Regions from separate parts of the Oryzias latipes genome. Here region 2 is linked to region 1. Evidence: chromatin contacts called from public Hi-C data. All regions are on one chromosome and are shown on one strand. Each heading gives the region's core, a stretch centred on a gene start, on an enhancer-like site or on the middle of the called end of the contact. The rest is flanking DNA. Distances are from core to core; before and after follow the strand shown. Region 1 holds the start of gdf3 (growth/differentiation factor 3). Region 2 has its middle 13 kb from the start of LOC101164105.

Region 1 (6,335 bases), core at 2,786-5,285:
ACTGGTTAAAACTTCATAATAAGCCGCTAACTGTTGTTATTAAACGGACTGAAATGTGGTCGTTCTCTTGTTTTTACTGTGTTGCCTGGCATATGATTAGTGCTCTTTGTTTTTCTTTCTTATAGTTTGAAAGGAGAAAAAAAATCAATTCTAAAACAGAATAACGTACAAATACTGTTGTAGAGTTAGATGTGGGGGGGTCATTCTTTTTAAATAGCAAGTTTGTTGATAGGAGACCAGACCAGTTCATGAGATCTTTGTCTCGAACGCAGTGGCGGACAGCAACAGTAACTGGGCCGTGTGTGGGAAGAGTTCAGGAATGGTGTTGATGCCAATGAAGGTCAACGCAACGCACAAGGTCCACATCGAGGTGATGCCTCTGTTCGCCGGACACCTCCCCTTCCCCAAGATCAAAGTCCTGAGATACCTGCCTCACACTGCTGCCCTGGCCATCCAGCCAGACCCAGGTACAAAGAACCACTCAGGGCTGTGTTTACATTCTTTTGACTACCGTAACTTTTTCACCACATACGCAATGATCGGAACTCCAGTGGATTCTGAAGCGCAGGAAAGCAGCCTTGCACTGATTTGAAACACTTCACTTTCGTAAAGTTTTGGCCACTAAAAAAACAAACAAACGATGGAAGAGTTACAGTATATCAAAGGGCGAGTGTTATGTAGGGGTTGCTAACAACATCATTGGTGTTAAAAACCTTCACATGCCATGAGTGTTTAGACCAAGGGTGCCCAAATCCTGGCCAAAAGGGCCGGGGTCCTCCATGTTTTCCAACTAACCTGCCATTGAAGCTCCTTACTGGCTGAACCCACCTGATCCAGGTACGGCAGGGTTTCTGAAAAACCAGCAGGAGGCCGGCGATCGATGCCCGGATTTGTGCACCTCTGGTTTAGACGAAGAGAACTCCAGGAAAAGTTGTCAGACTCATCTCAAAAAGCGCTCAGTCGGTTGTGTCTTGCCCACCAACAGACAGCTGTGTGGAGAACGACAGCTTGTCCTTGCTGGACAAAACGCTGGACGACCAGGGGGACACGGCGAGCATCCGCAGTCGCGGTAGCGTCCATTCCGTCGGCAGTGGAGACCAGCAGCAGAGGGGAGTGGCCATGCCTCGCCTGGAGGCCTTCAGCCCCGGGCAGGTGTTCAACCACAGCCACACCCAGCAGGTCCTGGTGCTGCCCGCCACAGATGACCACATCATGGAGGTGAACGCCACATGACACCTGAAGATGCATCATCCACAGCCTTGTAGGACTTAACCCAGCCTCTGGATGAACTCTGGAGAGCTCTGAGGATCACTCTGGTCTATGGCAAACGGCGCTGCGGGGCGCCGCTTTGGACTCCCAATCAAGCGTGAACCGTTCACATCTTACAGACTGGACAGTGAAGAGCTGAATACAACTGCTGACAAGTTCAAATAAAAGATTTTCTTTGCCATACTTGTACATAGCTCATTGAATGGATTTATAGATATAAATATAAATATATATATATATAAAAAAACTGATTCATCAGATCTGCTCATGTTGTGCTATTTGGAAGGAAAAAAAACCCCACTCCTGATTGTCCCACAATTCACCAAAGCCCTGGAGATCCAGAACTTTGGTTGTGAGTGTGACGAGCGGAAAGTGCTGTCCGTGCCTCACCAGTGGATTTCAAACTGGAGCCTAGATTTCAAGCATGCATCCGTGCACTAAAGAAAGACCCCTCAAACACACACACACAAATGTGACGCACAAGTTAGCAGTCCGTGCTCCGTAACTGTCAATGAAAAGCAGCAATAGATACTGTTGGACTCCACGGTCATCCTGTAAGATGAAGGGAAAATCAATAGGAACGTTTATTCTGAGCGACAGTTCTCAAACTGGAGTTAAAACTTTAACATTTATGCCGAAATTATCCACAGCAATCAAATGACAAGCTAGCGCGATTATCTCTGTTAAAAAAAAAAGAAAATGTTCTACAAGAAGAGATAAGGAATCCCAACAAAGTCTATTTTTGTCTTGGTTTTTGCAAACTCTACTATAAACCCAGAGTTCTAACCAGAGGCTCCAGTTGTGTATCTGTGTGTGCGTTCTTCTGTTTCATTTTCTAGGACATCAGGTGAAACGTTCACTGACGGATCAGCCAGCGTCTTTTGGTCATTCGTATCAGTACTGTGTGTTCATATCTTGTTGGCACGCCAAAAACTCTGTCCCAGCTATGCACACATACCGTCAGTGTTGACTAAATGATGGGAGGAATTCTGGGATGTGTCTGTTGATGCACTGGTGGGGTGAATGTCTGCTTTTTTTCCCCCCCTGCCCCCCTTCCCACCCCAGAAACCAAAACCTCTACTCGTCTTTGACCACTGTACATATTAATCTGTAAATAGTCATTAAAATCGTCTTTAATTGCCAACTATATTAAAAGAAAAAATGAAATCAATGCAATTTGACTGAATGTACTGTGTTTACTGAGCAGAAAAGGTTTAAAAGTCTGCAGCTTTTTGTGGTTTTGAAACAAACAATGACACTCAGAAGTTAAATATATTCAACGTAAAGTCCTAAGTGAAGGATCAGAGAGCTCCATTTTTTGCAAATAATCGGAAAAAATAATGGGTCAGGAGCAAAAATGATGAAAAACATCTGCAAGAATTATTAAAAGGTTTAGACGAAATTGTTAGAAAAACACTCAAGCTACGACAGTTGGTAACTAGGATACTTCCTTTGAGCTTATAGTTTGCTAAAGGCACTTTAGGACACATATTTATATGAATCTATAGATACATTTTAAATAAAAAAAGAAATACCCTAAGTGGACACCAGAGGGTGGAGTTAACACACAAATAGATATGGATGGTTTTACCAAAAATACTGTTCTATCTTCTGCTTATAGTTTATTGTTGAGCCCATTTAATCTAATTAGTTTTATGCATTTTTATTTTAAAAAAAACTGTAATTATCAAGCATTTTAGATAACTAGACTGGGTGTTTGTGCTGCCAGTTGATTATTTAGATGAATGCTTAAAAACATTTCTTTCTCAGTCTCTGTTGGGGGCTTATGTGATTATCCCCCACTATCTCAATATTCAACTTTTTTTTTTTCATTTTCTCCACATTTTAATAAATAGTGAGATGTTGATGTGTTTATTAATCACAGAACAACAAACAATTAAAAGTTTTCATAACAGAATCAAGGGATTTTAAGCTGTCTGTCTGGAAAATATTGCCAAAATCAAGTATGGAATAGGGGTCTGACAGATTTATTCATCTAAAATTAATGAAGTGATGCATTAAAATGGACTAAAACAAAGCAGGAAGTAACTATTTATTTCCAGACAAGCTGTTTGGACATGTTTCTTCAGTCGGATTTTGTAGTACTTTAATTTCTTCTGCAGCACAAAAATGACATAATCCTCCCACCCCCGTGCTTCACTGTTAGGTTTTTTTATTCCTACATCTTTCTCTTTTTTATTTTTTGGAAACCACATGGCTAAGTGGAAATTAAGTTTAGTTTTACGACATGCCTAAAAACACCACAAGTGTGGTTTAAAAGAAACGTAAACTAAAGGTTACAAAGATAAGTATTGAATTCCAAATTAACTAACTTAAAGTGTAACTCTCTGCAGAAATTTCAAATGATCTTTTAACCTGAAGACGCAGAACAATAAAAATGTATCCAAAAGTTAAAGTTTTAAAAGGCTTTGAACTTTCCTCATCCATGTTTAATAGTAATAATAATAATAAATAGAATTGTGTTAATTTAGAGTCCAAGAAAATTACCTAAAGTAGGCTATCCTTTTTTTTCCCAGAGAGCTAAAATATTGGAGTGATTGAAAATGATTTAAAGGTATAATAGGGATTTTAATGCCAAGACTAAAGAAATAACTAAAATCTCACTTTTCAACTAACTATAATTTGAAAATGATATAAGAAAGATCTGCCATTTTATTGATACCTGAAGAAAACGTTACTTTAATTAAGGAAGTGACACACGTTTGGGATTTTGTGTTACCAAACACAATTGGAATGACATGCAATTTAAAGATTGTGTAGGTTTGTGCTTGAAAACGTTGATTTAAAGTCTGTTGTTGATTTCGGCAAGCTTTAAAATAAATGGCGCGTAAACCGAGTACATTACCCATCATTCAGCGCGGAACATTTTTCTAGACTTTCAAATGTGAATTACCGATGGAAATTCATTCTTAGAAGTAAGGACACATGTTTTTAAAAGAAAAATGGTCCAAGAATGGCTCTTTTTGTTGTTGTTGCTGCTGGTTTAGTGAAACACGAAGTCTTATCATGGATGTAAATTCCAGATAAGATAAAGAAGCGGGGCACCTCTAGTGACCAACGATCAGCCTTCCTACTTAATCTCACAGCTTCACATTTGCATAATTAGCTAAATTCCAGAAAGTTCCCTGCATTTCGTTGACCAGCAGAGCAGACAGGCCGCCATGGGGCCTCTGATCCGGTTAGCAGCGTGGTTACTCGTTGCTGGTGCCTTTCAACCTCGAGAGGAGCTGAAGGCCCAAGAGCGACTCTTCCTCAGCTCCCTGGGGCTCACGGGTAGGCCGCGGCCCGCAGGGAAGCACCAGCTCCGGAACCAAGTTCCTCCCGCCTTCTGGAAGATGTTCCGGAGGTCAGAGACCCCCCAGGACCCGGAGGGTGACCCGTGCACGGTGTCCGAGTACGGAGTCCGCGGTAACATCATTCGATACGTTCAAGACCAGGGTAGGTGGACTCTGTGACCTGGAAATGTTATTTGTTACAAAAAGCTAGCAAATAAGACGCAAATACGGTCCCTGAACGCAACATTGTTTCTAATGCTCGCTACCTGGTGGAGAACCTTTCAGTGAGCAATGACATGTAAAACTGAGGAAAGCTGTATTAAAATTCAAAATTTAGATTCAATTTTAGCAAATACAATATCTTGCACTGCAAAAATAACAAGCCTTAAAAAGGAGAAAAAAGTAAAAACTAACCGTAAACAGAATTTCACTAGTAATTCAATCTAAGCAGTAAGAAATTGTTTATGCAGCAAGTAATTTTTACTTAAAGAGAAATATCAAAATCTAGAAACATAGTTCCACACAAACATTCATAAAGATAGAAATAAACTATTAAAAAAAGTGTAAAATGACTCATTTTACAGTAAAATTTGAACATAATGTGTATCAAATCTTTTTATCTAATACTATCACTTATTCTTAGGACATAAATCTACATTTATGTTTCCAAAATAACGACACTGAATGGCTGTCTAACTTTTCATCATTTATTGATCTTTAAACAAACACCTACGTTTTCTTAAGTCAAGCAATTTGAGGGATTTTTTTAGTCTTAAATCCGGTTTTTCTATAGTCAAGAGGATGGAGCAAAAGGATTTTAACTCATTTCATTAATATTTTTCTTATTTCAGATTTAAAATAAAGTTCTAAATGAGACTAAAGAAATTCTTGACCTGTGCTAATTTTGAAAAAAAAAAAGTTTGGCAAAGTTTATGTAGAGCAAATAGAAAACAACTGAAGCCTGATCAAATACCGTGAACGTTAAAAAATAAAGTTTTGAGAATAAAAAACAAACATATCGTAAAGTTTTATTCATGTTTGTGTTTTTTTTACACTAAAGTGAGCAGATTTTGTAATCAAACCCCGCCCATGTGAAGAGCAGGAAGTCTCCAGAGTTTGGAGGGAATTCCTCTGCCGTTCTGTTCCCTGAAAGCGTTTCTCCTCCTGCTGATGTGTTGCAGGCAGGCTCTTGTCTGGATGGAGCCTCAGCTGTCAGGATTGTGTGGAGAAGCAGGTTTTCTTCAACATGACGGTCCTGCAGCCCGTGGAGCTGCTGTCTCTGGCTCAGCTGGAAGTCAGCTTGCACTGGAAGCCCGTTAGAGCCGCGGCGCTCCTGCAGGCGGCCCCGGCTGTCAGTTTGTCGCTGCATGAAGTGATCCGGAGCACGCTGAGGGGAGCGGATCCTCGAGCCAACCGCAAGCTCCTGCTGGCGCGCTCCGTCCAGCTGCAGCCCCAACCCTCTCCCATCACTGTGGACCTCACCTCCCTGGCAGAGAGATGGCGGCAAGCGGGACGCAATTACGGCTTGGTTTTAGAACTGCGTCCTCTCAGTGCGGCTGGGGGAGAGTTTTCCCCTTTTTACCCTGGCAACTTCCTCCCCTTAGAGCCGACCTCCACTCTACCGCTCATCCAGGCCTCTCTGGTGGCCGTGTCTCTGAACCCCCATCAGTGTCGCTCCAGACAGAAGAGGAGCGCCGTCCACCTCCCCGTGACGCCCAGCAACGTGTGCAAGGCTCGCCGCCTCTACATCGACTTTAAAGACGTGGGCTG
Region 2 (6,739 bases), core at 1,089-3,588, 230 kb after region 1:
ACGCGAACCCCCAGTGGAGCCTATGCAGGTCGGCCATTCCAAGCTGTCTGCAGAAGAGCGGCAGAAACGTAGAGATGAGGGGTTGTGTTTCTACTGCGGTAATCACGGCCATCAGGTTTCCCAGTGTCCGCTCCGTTTAAACTCCCGAACCCCCCGCTAGATGACAGGCCGCGGGCGGGTAAGTTTGTCGCTCCCACTTCTAAGGATTTTTTTTACATCCCTGTCAAGTTGTGTTTTGGAACCGTTGTTACTGAAACTCATGCTCTGGTTGATTCGGGGGCCGAACAAAGCCTTATTGATCTTGATCTGGTTAAATCCCTCTTGTTGCCCACGGAACCCTTAGACACTCCCATAAAAGCTGCCGGTTTGGGGGGTCAACACCTCTCGTTTATCACCCATCGTACTAAGCCCCTTCAGCTCATTTCGTCTGGTAATCACCACGAGTACATCCAATTTTTTGTTACTCACTCACAGTTTTGTCATCTTCAAAAACTGTGACCCTAGCTTCAGAAATCTGAAAAAACTAGGAACCAGAAGATTTTATTACAAAACATTAAATATAAAACGCTATTGTAGTTTTAAATTGTATTTATATTTGTAATCTGTCTTTTACCTGCTGCCTGTGGCTAAAATCTGGCATTTTTACTTTCCCTTTTTTTTTTTACATGTTTTCAAGTTTAAGTGAGCATTTGGTATAAAAGACAACGACGAACAAAGATAAGAGGGGAAAAGAACAATTGACAACCTCCACAAAACACGACACTTGTTAAAGATGAAAGGAAAAAAATAGAAAAAAGAAAAGAGCTTGCTAGATTTACATTTGTTTAATGTTCATTAAGATGTCTCTTTAAAAAAATATATTAAAAACTGCTACTGAGTAAATGATTAGTTCTTAATTTTTTTTTTACTTTTCCTTGAGTTATCATTTGACTGGCTACAATGTTTTTGTCACTTAGTAGTGTGATTCTGAAGCAACAGGTTTCATAGGACAAGGATTTTTGGCTGATACTGAAGGAAAAGGAAGTCAGCTGTTTATCCTGGAATTCCATTTTACTGTTAACTGAAAAGTTAACAGTAAAACTGTTAACTGAAAGTCTCTGGGATGGAAGGAGGCATGATGTCCTGTGATTTTTGTCAGTAACTATACCTAAATGAGCTCAAACTTTTATCTTGTTAATTTTGAAATCAGAGCTCTTGTCTCTGTCCTGTTTTAGTTTTTACAAGTTTCAAGTTAATAGAGAAAAAAGTGGTTTTTGCTGTATGTTTGAACTTTTTTAACCATGTTGGCAAGTACAGAATGTTCATCCTCTTTTGTAGCTTGATTTTATACAAATAGAAGATCTGAAGTGACACACTATTTTATTATTCTTTTTATCAGGAAGCCACTTTCAACATTTCACAATAAGCATCTTTTCAAATTAAAATTCATGAGGTCAATACATTTTGTTGAGAAGTCGTTACTTAAATAAATTTAAAAAAAGTCAAAATCTTGTATTTTTGAAGTAACATCCTTTTCTTTTGGCCCTTTTTTTTTCATTCTTTTGAGACTTGATTTTTCCGGAAGCTCACATTTAAAAGTGAACTGAAGACTCTTCCTTCTCCGAGGAAACCGTCAAAAACCTGACGCAGCAGTCGTGAAGAACGGACATGTGGCGTCGTCTGAGAGGACAACAGAAGGAAAGGAGGGAAAACATGCTGATACAACCGTTGTGAAGGAATCAAAGTGCTGCTTTCTGATGCTTTGTGGATACAGAAATAAAGAAAAGCGTTTCACAAGCTGACTGTCATACCTTCCCTTTGACTGATTCTCATGGCAGGTTTTTCTACCCCCTGGGTTTGGTGCTGTCTCTAAAGCTTTTGAAACAGCTTTTAGTTTGGCATTTGATTCCTTGCTCTCTTCTCCTTCTGACGCGTCTGGGCTTTTTTTTTCTTCTTCTTCTCCTTTTCTTCTCTTTCATGCAGAGCACCTTGGCTGCTTAAAGCGAATGTTGGGAAGGCTACGCAGTTATTCAACGTGAAGGCAGATGACATGGAGACAGAGAGGAAAGAGGGGGACGGAGATGATGAAAGACGAGGGGAAAGAAGGACAGGGTGTGGGGGGGGGGAGAGAAGACGAAGTTTGGAATGAATATAGAGAAGAAATGAATGGAGAAAACAAAAAAACTGAAAGGAGAGCAAACAGAAAAGCATAGAAAGAAGTAGATGAAAAGGGAGGAGTAGACTGGAAAGAGGAGAGAGGACAGGAGGAGGATGAGAAACCAGTCGTTCTTTACCCAGGGGGGAGGCGCAGCGGGGGGTGGAGGAGAGAGAAGGGGGGGAATGGGCTCCTCATCCCAACTGAGCCTCCTCCTTCAAGGTCAGACACACACACATACACACACATGAGCAGTTTTGGCAGACGTGCTACACACAGACACACACACAAGCACACAAGCACACATGCAGTCAGGCTCAAGTAGAAAAGACGCCTTCTGCCTGCTTTCTTCTCTCTGACTCTGTGTACCGAGCAGCCAAGTCTCAGTCAACCATCTGGAGATTAAAAACAGTCCTCCCATACACACACACACACACACACACACTGTGTGTGTGTGTTTATGATAATAAACCAAATGCCTCTATTGATTCTTTCTCTTTCTCGCCCTGCGTCTGCATGTAAAATCGGTTTTCATCGTTTCTGCACAGAGAATGCTTCTTCAAAACATTCCCTTCCTTTTATTGACAGAATTTTCCAATTCCTTAATCCTAATCCCAACACCTTCCAATTTTCCTGCAACAAAACTCAACAAAATGACAGGACTTTGACTTAAAAAAAAAACAAAAAACTTGTTATTATGAAATTACACACAAATAAAACCCACAGAACTCCTAACTTGTCAGGTTTCTCAGAGAAAGTGCTGGAGAAAGTGTTGGTGAAGCAGCCAGCGGGTGGTGGTGGGAGGGTGAGGGTTTGAACGCAGAGAAAATTGAAAAACAGGAACGGTTTTCAGAGCAGCACACAAACACAGAGCCATTTCCTGTGGAAAACGTCAAACGTGGACATGTTGGTGAAGATTAGATCAACTGTTTTACACTTGAATTAGCACCCCGCTGCTATCTGACAGCACAGCCTTCACTTTTGCAAAACAGCAGTCGCTAAAACGTGCGTTCATTGGAGATATTTCTGTTTGCTTTTTTTTTCTATTCATCACGGATTACATAATCATAAATAATAAAAATGTAATGGGATTTACATTTCAATAAAACCTCATTTAAGACCATCTACACTACAAAACAGACCTGGTAGAAATAAGTAAAAAAAATCTTACCTCATTGGCAGTATCTTTTTTAAATAAGACAAAAAGAACATTTGTGGGGTCAGAACATTTGTTTTAAAAATAATTTATATTTTAACAATAACATTCTAGCTACTAGGACATGTTTTCTTAAACTAAGATTATGCTGCTTTTGAAAAACTTTCTTGGTAAGACTATTTTTCTTGCAAGACATTAAAAAGAAATCTTGAAACAGGAGTCTTCGTACTTTCTTAGGAATCCGTTTTTGCAGTGTAATAGGTAAAAGAGGAATTAAGAACAACAAAAAAGCTAGCAAGTGAAAAAACAACAATGCAGAACAATTAATGTTGAAGAAATAAATCTTACAAGGCTTTTACAATCGAAAATTGTTAAACTTAATTTGTAAAACAAACATGAAGGGAAAAAATCACACAAAAAAATATTACTGTATACTAAAAAGGTGGTAAAAAATACTTGTTATGCTAGATTTTATGCAGATTATGCAGAGATTTAGAACGCAGCAAATTGCTGATTTAGGAGAAAAGTACAATTGAAACATTAGTTTTAAAGTTTAAATATCCTTAGATTGATGCCTATTCACAATAAAATCAAACCGTTGAATTTTTTTAAATTTTTTTCTGTATTTTTGCTTTGACTCCTGTAGCCCCCTCCCCAAACACAGAGATGCACTTCAGATTTAATTCTCACCTACATTCTGTGTTGATTTCTTTTCAACACATCATTGATTTCCCCCCCCCCTTTCATTATCCTCATAACATGACCAAGTGGTCCTGCTGCTGGCATTTGAAATAATCCCACCAATAAAGCAGCAATATGTTGTTGTATCGCTTGGACAGCTTGTTGTTGGCACTTGCCCAGCAAATAAAGTGAAGGATTGATCCCTTTCTTTCCCAAATCTTATTGCTCCCAACCCACAAATCCAAACAAAGGCAACAACTGCAGCATAATTCCTCCACCGTTCTCAACCATGCAGTGTGCCTGTGAAACCCAGTGGGGCGGCTGGACACCTTTCTGGAGGTGTTGGTGTTTGCACTCTTGCCTCACAGCGAGACGACTTGCTTGCTTCTTCTGCATGTCCTCCTTTTACCTCTACAGTTATTGAATGTATGATTGTTTTTTCCCCCATTTGTTTCTTCGAAAAACATGCATTTGTGATTGTCTCCATGATGGACCGGTTGCTCGAACAATTCTTCAGCAAATAAAATTAAAAGCCATCAGGGTTGAAACCTTTAATGGCTGAGACTCTCTTCCTGCTGCTTCCAGAAAATATTCCCTCCTCTTTGGGATGAAGTGCCCCCCCCCCCCCCCCCACCTCCCTTTCTACCTCTTTTCTTTTTTCTTTTTTGGTATAACTGAGTGCAAATTTATAGGCAGTCATTACCAAAGCAGGGTCAATTCCCCAAACAATGTGCCTGGTAGCGCCATAAAAAAAGGGTCCGTTTTTATGGCATGTTGCAGTAAAATGCTATTAAACAGATAAAACACTAGCAACGAGTATCAAGAGGATTATAAAAGGAATTGCCTTGATAAACTCCACGTATCTGCATGATGGCACACCGGCAGCTCTTGTCTCCATCGCTGTGTTGGAGGAGGGGAGGCTGAGCACGTGGCGAGCAAGTTTCCACGGCTCTACAGCAGCACCATGTGGAAAAGGTCCAAGAGGCAGTTTGCCTGTATGTGATGAGCTTATGCTTTAGACAAAAGTCACCTTTTTCATGAGGTTATTCTTTCTTTACACTTCTCTTTCTCAAATGTGGCATCTCAGATTCTTGTTTTTATGTCACAAAATGACAAAATCCTTTTAGTCCAACTGACACAATGACACAACCCTGAAAAAGATGGGTGAAATTCGTTATACTTAGCTTCGTAATTCCGCAACATAATGAATTTATCAGCATCCAGAGGTACTTTAAATACAAATTTACTTAATAGGTTTTTTCAAATAAATTCTTTATGATTGTTTTGGAGTCGGAGAACTCATAACCCTAATGCTTCACATTTGATACAAAAATATACACCTACTCTGTGTTATTACATACTGGTATATCATCAGTTCTTCAACACCTTTAACAAATTTCTGTTCTAATTTTGGTGAATATTTATTTTGCAAATTGGTCAAATGTTTCTGTTTTCTTCTCCACATGGTGTCAGTCGGTCGTCTGGACAAACACAGTCTTATGTTTCCATCTTGTGGTTACAGGGAAAACAGCTGCGACAACATAAGCCCTCTGTGAGGGGACAATTTTTGCATTTTTATTAAATTAGAGCAATCAACCTTGCAGATCACAATTGCTCACTTGTTAGGATGACAGGTGTACGGATATGTGGCTAATTTCTTATAACCTTCCTTCAATAAAAATTGTGTTTTTTGGTGTTTATAACATGTTCTTGTGGGATTTTTTATGATGTAGAACATATATTAAGAAAATTCCGCCTGAAACGGCATTTCTGAGTATTTCTTTATTCAAATTGTTGTGACTCAGGAGCAGACAAAAAACTGCAGTTTGAAAAAGCTTGTAGCATTGACGTGGTACTACAGTCAGCAGGCCACAGGCTCCGGCATAATCAAATTTAAAATGGCACTGTTAATGCCTTTACAATAGATCATAAGATTATTGGAGTGGGACTTTAAGTAGGCGCTTAATTAAAAAACAATAACAAACTGGTTTCTTTCTGTTTCATTGCAATAAGATGCAGTCAAAACTCCTTTATGTGCAGGGAGCCTTCAGCTGCAGTGTATGTCACAACAGGCAGAACAGCAGCAGCCACAGCCACAGGTGAGCTGAGGGCAACTGGAGCATCTAGAGCCAGAGGCTGAGTGATTTCCTGCTGGAAGGTCGTGCACCACAGTGCAGAGAGGGTGTGACCTGCACGGATGGAGGAGGACGGTGACATTCTGGACTCCCACCAAGAGCACCTGAGAGGGTGAGATGCCCCTGCCCTGCAAAGCGCAGATCATAGACCGTCACCTACCTCATCCCCAAACCCGATCGCATCCAAGCTCCCCTAAAGGAAAACTGCTGAGAAAATTCTCACTAATTGTTTTCGCATTCTTTCTACAGCTGTATACACAATAGAAATAAAGCTATAAAAAATCTCAAAAATCAGTTAAAATGGACTAATAGAAAACAAAGATAAACGTAAATGTGCTTTATTTATTTTTAGCAAAGCTATTCTATTAATTTAAACTAAAATAATAGGATAATTGAAGAATTACAAGTAATTTAAAAAAGACCCATTTTTTATAATGTTAGTTGAAATTTTACTGCAGATTTCCTCTCAAAATATTTTTATATTTCTCCTGTTACATTGCTTTGTTTTTGCCAACGCTGGAGATTAAGACAAATATTTATTTCTGTTTAAAACAGATAATGAAAGCTGATCTCCTATATTTGGACACAGTGAGATGCTGAGTGTGAGTGTGGCTCAGACTATGGATCAGAACT

Evidence for each region. A called contact is a pair of places that touch in the nucleus more often than the background predicts.
Region 2: a contact with region 1 is called in a Hi-C map of fibroblasts, with 3 times the contacts expected there. The contact joins the enhancer-like site here to the promoter of gdf3 in region 1. A contact is called at or near these places in 2 of 5 Hi-C or Micro-C datasets (embryo and fibroblasts).

Annotation. Positions count from the first base shown.
Region 1 is chr21:5,350,478-5,356,812 of ASM223467v1, forward strand. It overlaps gdf3 (growth/differentiation factor 3), which reads left to right and starts at 4,036. Exons shown (of 2, transcript XM_004081435.4): 1 at 4,036-4,728; 2 at 5,747-6,335. The coding sequence starts at 4,452. trappc10 (trafficking protein particle complex subunit 10) reads left to right here. Exons shown (of 23, transcript XM_004081543.4): 22 at 273-467; 23 at 986-2,442. The coding sequence ends at 1,233.
Region 2 is chr21:5,587,048-5,593,786 of ASM223467v1, forward strand. No RefSeq gene overlaps it. Among protein-coding and RNA genes, the nearest start is that of LOC101164105, 13 kb to the right of the region's middle. Within about 2 kb of position 2,339, at least 3 of the 8 cell types and tissues checked have an H3K27ac peak or open chromatin away from gene starts, as enhancers often do.